Linked DNA regions of Mus musculus: region 1 is linked to region 2. The links are chromatin contacts, called in public promoter capture Hi-C maps. All regions are on one chromosome and are shown on one strand. The core of a region is the stretch at or near the end of the contact, and the rest is flanking DNA. Distances in the headings are between cores, read along the strand shown.

Region 1 (3,012 bases), core at 112-2,611, 200 kb before region 2:
AAAGTGCTCTTAAACCGAGGCTGTGTGGCTCTTGACTCCTAGGGTGGCATGTGGGCTGTGGGGCCCTGTGCCCAGGTAGGCCTGGCTACTTGTGGGGAGCCTTGCACAGATGGTAGGGCCGCTTGTTGCAGCATCTGTGTTAGGCCAAGGTCCTCTCTAGTCTCCCTTCCTGAGACCTGCTAAGCCAGCCGTGCATGGGCTTCTGTTCTGGACCTGAGACCCCAGTGAAGGTGCACAGGTGTGGGAGGGGAGCAGCTCATCTATTTAGGATGGGTGGCCACAGCTGCCAAGGGCCCACCCAGAGTGAAGAGGAAGACAAGCCTTGCCCCAGGAGCAACCCCGTGAGTGAGGGCACCTGACTAGGCCCAGCTGGACACACCCATCCTACAGAGCTCTTCCCTGCTTTTCAGTACAGGGCTGTGGCAGGAGCTTCTCCCATCCCTGGAACAGGGTGGCACACAGCATGCCCACAGCTGGGGGAGGGTGGCTTGGTGTGCCACTTGAACACTTGAGGCTACAAACTCAGCACTCACTGCTACCCAGGGCCCAGAGCAGGTGCCCTACCGGTGAGGCTCCTAGCACAGCCTTGTCTGATCTATGTTGGGTCCTGGGGTGTCCTTCAGCAACAGTGTGTGTGTGGGGGGGGGGAGATTAGTGCACATGGAAGGACCTGAGCCCCAGATCAGTGGCAATGCCAAGGTTATTATTGAGTTCAGAGCTGGTGAGATGGCACAGGAAAGGGTGCAACTGGGTGGCAGAGGGTACACCCTCGTCCTTGGAGATGTGGAGATCAGGACCAGGGAGGTGGCAGGGCCCAGATCACCAGTCCTGCGGTCCAGTCCTGCGCTGAGGGCCAGGTACTCCTGAGCTGTGGTTGCTTGCTTCAGACAGTCTCCTCGTCACTCATGTCCCAGATCTGTGTGGAAAAAAAGGCAGATACTCAACTGAGGGATTCTGCTGCCCCACGATGCCCACAGATGACATTTCCCAACTACAGTTGCTATGATAACAGAGGTATACACTCCCACAGGCACTGCGTATGCCTCCCAACATGGGGGAGGACTGATATACCCTGTCTCTTGTACAATGGGTCAAATCTCGAGTTTCTTCCTTTCACCAGGCCTCAAAGCCAGTGGGAGAACTGAATGTGAACAGGGAGCACCAGCCAGTCAGCCCCTCCCTGCATCCTCTGCCACATCCTTGGTGGACCCAGCCAGCCCCTGACTTGTAGCATGTACCACTGGCCCAGTCAGCTTGCCCAGCTGTACCCTGTGCTGGAGAAGCTGAGCTAGAGAGGGCGGGAGCTCTCAGGGACCTGGCAGGAGAGCACTTGCCATCCTGTGCTGCCTTACTGTCTACACTGAACTTTATGCCAGGTGCCAACAACACTCTGGGGCAAGGGAGCTGGCTGTCACTTAGAACAGCCCTTCTCCAGCAACCCCAGGTCACCTAGGCAGGATTACAGACCAGAGACTACCAGACCTTCCCTCTGTCCCTTAGTGTGTGTCTCTGGGGAGCCCTGGGTTATAAACTGGAGAGGGAACCCACTCTTGTAACACCCTGAGAAGGAGGTAGCTCTTTAGGCCAGTCCTCTGTCCCAGTAACTCTTGGCAAAAATCCTACGTTGAGGTGGCCTGAGGTCAACACAGCATAGCAGGTCCTAAGACTCTGGTGCCCTAAGCAGCTTAGGGCCCCTAGAGAGCTATGCCTTCAGAGCCTTCCAAAATTCCTGGAATGGGTTGCACAAGGGTGCCTCAGCCCTTGCAGAGCTAAGGGAAAGAACAGCTTGTTGGGAGGAGGTGATAGGTCTGGCCAAGTTACGTTCATAGCAATGCTGGCTGTCATGGATGTGGAAAGCAACCCAGAAAGTGACTTCTCTCCTGCAAGGGTGGCAGTGTCCCTCATACTGTCCCTCCATTTCTACACCTTGCCTCAGAGGAAAAAAAATTGCCACCTGTCCTGTGGGGCACTGTCTCTCTGGTCCTAGACCCCCACCAGACTGGAACCTGGGCTCATGGGTTAGGTGGCTTTGCTGTAAGCGGCCCTTGACCTGGTCTTTTGGATCTGAAGACAGTCTGAGACAGAGCCATCCAAGTTGCAGCATAATTCAGCTACTCATACTCCATACTCATACATATTCAATAAGCACATCTGCACCTATGACACAGGCTGTGTGCAGACCTGGAGCTAATAATCCTATTCTGTCTCACTCCTGCCAGTGGGGTAAGCGGGGAAACAGCTCAGAGAAGTAAAAGTTTGCCTGAGATCACATAGCCAAACTGGAGAGACCTTATGTAGGAAAGGCTTGGGTAGCTAGCGTGGAGGAAGGGAACGCTGAGGGGGGAGGGGGGACTGTGGGAGGAGGTATCAGAACAAAAGGAAGGAAGGAAAACTCTGGAATCTTCTGCCCAGCCTCTGGATGGGCAGGGAGAGCCTGTCATGGTTAGAGTGCTTGCTCCTGAACCAGATGCTTAGCTTGAAGGTTGACCAGGTGGGACTCTTGCTGCTGGCACTGTCTGGGCCGTAAAGAGGCTCCTTCAAGCCACCCAAAGGGTTTACTGTGAAACCATTGGGATTTTCCAGACCCATTTTCTAGGGCCAGTGAAGGGCTTCTCCACTAGTGCAGCCTGGCCACGCTCACTGTGGGGTTCACATGGTACCCAGGCTAGCACTGGCCTGAACAGGCTCCGGTCGCCTACTGCATGAATGAAGAATATGATGACTGGACAGAAGTTTGTTCAATGTTAATGCTTGGTATGGGCATAGGGCACTTAACAAGTTTCACCTGATAGCCCAGAATATCCTTGAACTCACAGCAATCCTCCTGCTTTAGCCTTCCAAGTGCTGGAGTTACAGGTATAATCCACCCTCCCGAGCTTCCATGTTTTATAAAGCTCTTAAAATGTCTGCTGGTTTGTGTTTTGTTGCCCTGACAAGAGTCAGACTGACTTGGGATGAAAAATATCCCTCCAATCAGAGGCAAGCCTAGGGGGCATTTTCTTGATTAATGAT
Region 2 (2,735 bases), core at 48-2,547:
CACCTTCCCACTGCTGAGCCACCTTGCTGGGTGGTGTCCAGTATTTTCACATGGGTTCTGGAGTGCAAACTCTGGTCTTCATGCCCTTTGCTAAGTGATCTTCCCAGATCCCTTTACAAAACCTCATAATTGGCCAATGGGAAGTGTTCTCCCTTGATGCTCATTCTTCCAAGCATTAAGCATCTTTCTATACACATCAAGCATACGCTATACATTGTATGCAGCCATCCAATGACAACTGCCATACCATCTACAGTAGGATCTGTGTGAAAAGACCTTTTCAGAATCTTTATTCTTTCCTCTCTTAAGCTAACCAACAACCTGTGTTTGGATACTCATTTGCTACTGATCTCCTTCCAATATAAGCTAAACACTTAATGTAAGGGGAGACAGGCCGAGGAGCCACAGCAGTGCAAAGGCCTGCACTCAGGCCTGCAGAATCAGATGTCCATAGCTCCCTCCCCAAGATCAGGCCCAACTCACTTTCCCCTGACTGTTCTCTGGTGACCTGCTGAGGTGGATCCCACAAATTTAAAAACAAACAAAAAAGCCTCTATAGCTTTAAGGGCTGGGAAGGTCACCATGAGTGACCACTTAGAATGTCGTTTACACCTCTGTAAAGCTAGGGAAGTACTAGGGAAAACAAACAAACCCCAAAGGCAATAAGAGGCATGCTAAAAGAGCATAAAAAGCACGTGGTTCAAACTTTTTATGGCTTATGCGGCTTTGAGAAAATCTGGTCAGAATAGAAGATCCTATTGACTTCACAGAGGGTGTGGCCGGGTTTCACTTTGTGACAGGAGGGTGGAACACCCACAGTAACCCAACAAAGGAATTTGCTATAAGCATCTAGGACAGGCTAGACTTCTGAGGAATCTAACAGCATGAAATCTAACCATGCATAAGATGGATGGGAAGAGCAGGGGACCTAGAGGAGGAACAAGTGCACCCAGGGGTGGAGTCAGTCTTGCCTCTCCCTGGCTCTCATTCCTCCTGAAGAGCTAGGCTCTGCAGCTCTGAGTAGAGCAGGAGAGACCTCAGCCTCTTGTCATCTTAGAAGCTGAACACACCTATACCTGGGCACTGTGATCAGACAAGGGCCTGATGCTGAGTGTGGGTCAAACCCAAGTCTCCCGATGGGACTGTGTTGCTTCTAGTGAAAGAAGACAGGCTTTGATGAGGGCTTGGCATGTAACAGAAAAGAATCCCAGCAGCCAAACCACAGCTAAGATGAAAGGAAATGACAGCATGGTTGGGCAACAACCTCCCAGGGCTTCATCTGCCACAGAGTCCTGGTGCTAATCTATCAACAGAGCCACACCCAGTGACTTACATGTGGGAGCACAGATGTCACAGCATGACACTTATCCAAAGCTTATGACCTAACTTACCAAGAGAAAGAAACTGGGGAGGTGAGATGGGAATAAGGAGCGGGGCGGGGAAGGCTAAGGCACAGGGGGTAGGAGGTAGGAGACAGGAAAAGGAGGCAGTAAGTGGAGGACAAGAGGTGGGGGATCGGGAGTCAAGGGAAAAGGGACAGGGAGTAGGAAGCAGGGGCCAGGGACTAGAGGTGGGGGCCTGGGCAGGAGGAGAACTGTAAGCAGGATGCAGAAGGATAAGGAGGAAGTTGAGGGTGGGGGTAGGTGGCAGGGGTGGTGAGCAGAAAGCAGGGGGCAGGAGGCTGGAGAGTAAGAAGTGGAAGGCCAGGGGTCAGGGGTCAGCTACTAACAGAGACACTGTATCATCTCTGAATCTTTCTAACTTGGTATTATGTATCTGTAACAGCAATACAGAAATAAGGAAATTGAGAGCAGGTTTCTTTCTGTCCAAACTGACTGTCTGTATGGACAGGCTTGAGGATGGTTTGGCAGGGCAGGAGTTACCCAGCACTGTCAGAGCTATCCCTGCTGATTACGTCAGCACCTCCTGGCCCTGTGCTCCACTGATAGGAGAAGAAAAAAAGGCTTTGGCAATTGTGTCAGATATGAGGAGAATTGTGTACATATTTTTAAAGATGGAAACTGTTGGGGCTGTTCTTGGTTGTCAACTTGAATTAACTAAAACCCAAGCAGCTGGGTAGGTACACCTGTGACTGATTTCTCTTAATTAAATCATTAAAATAGGAAGATCCACCCTAAATCTAGGCCACACCTTCGGTGGCTGCCTATATAGTGGACATGGAAGGAGGAAGCCCTTGCTCTCTGCCTGCTTGCCCTGGCTCTCACTGGCCAGTCTACTCTTCACTGGCCTTACAGCCTACTTCTTTGGGATTCCAGAGAATACTGAAGAAATATATACAATTGAAACATCATGGACTGAACTATTGAATTCTTAGACTTTCCATTGGTAGACAGCCATTGTTGGACTAGCTGGCCCATAGTCTAACCCACTGTCAATTGTACATATACGATAGATTCATCCTATCAGTTCTGATCCTCTAGAGCAGCGCGTCTCAACCTTCCTAATGCTGTGACACTTTAATACAGTTCCTCATGTAGTGATGACCCCCAACCATAAAATTAATTTTGTTGATTCTTCATAGCTGTAATTTTGCTACTGTTATGAATCATAATGTAAATATTTCTGGAGATAGAGGCTTGCCAAAGTGGTCACAACCCACAGGTTGAGAGAGAACTGTTCTAGAGAACCCTAACTAATATACTATATAAAGGATGTTGTAGAAATCTAATACAAATATTACCCCCAACAAAAGATTTTAAATACTGTTGATTTTA

What was found. Capture Hi-C pulls out chosen DNA fragments and counts their contacts.
Region 1: a promoter capture Hi-C map of adipose tissue shows a contact between it and region 2. The contact joins two enhancer-like sites. A contact is called at or near these places in 1 of 115 datasets of contacts at active chromatin or transcription factors (pancreatic cancer cells) and 2 of 9 other capture datasets (adipose tissue and pancreatic islet).

The regions. Positions count from the first base shown.
Region 1 is chr6:114,856,895-114,859,906 of GRCm38.p6, reverse strand. It overlaps Atg7 (autophagy related 7), which reads right to left. Exons shown (of 19, transcript NM_028835.5): 19 at 1-916. The coding sequence ends at 884. Among named protein-coding and RNA genes, the nearest start is that of Vgll4, 63 kb to the left of the region's middle. Within about 2 kb of position 1,361, at least 20 of the 459 cell types and tissues checked have an H3K27ac peak or open chromatin away from gene starts, as enhancers often do. A contact at or near this core is called in adipose tissue, where this site is marked.
Region 2 is chr6:114,658,658-114,661,392 of GRCm38.p6, reverse strand. The region is part of intron 1 of Atg7 (autophagy related 7); the gene reads right to left. Among named protein-coding and RNA genes, the nearest start is that of Atg7, 17 kb to the right of the region's middle. Within about 2 kb of position 1,297, at least 144 of the 459 cell types and tissues checked have an H3K27ac peak or open chromatin away from gene starts, as enhancers often do. A contact at or near this core is called in adipose tissue, where this site is marked.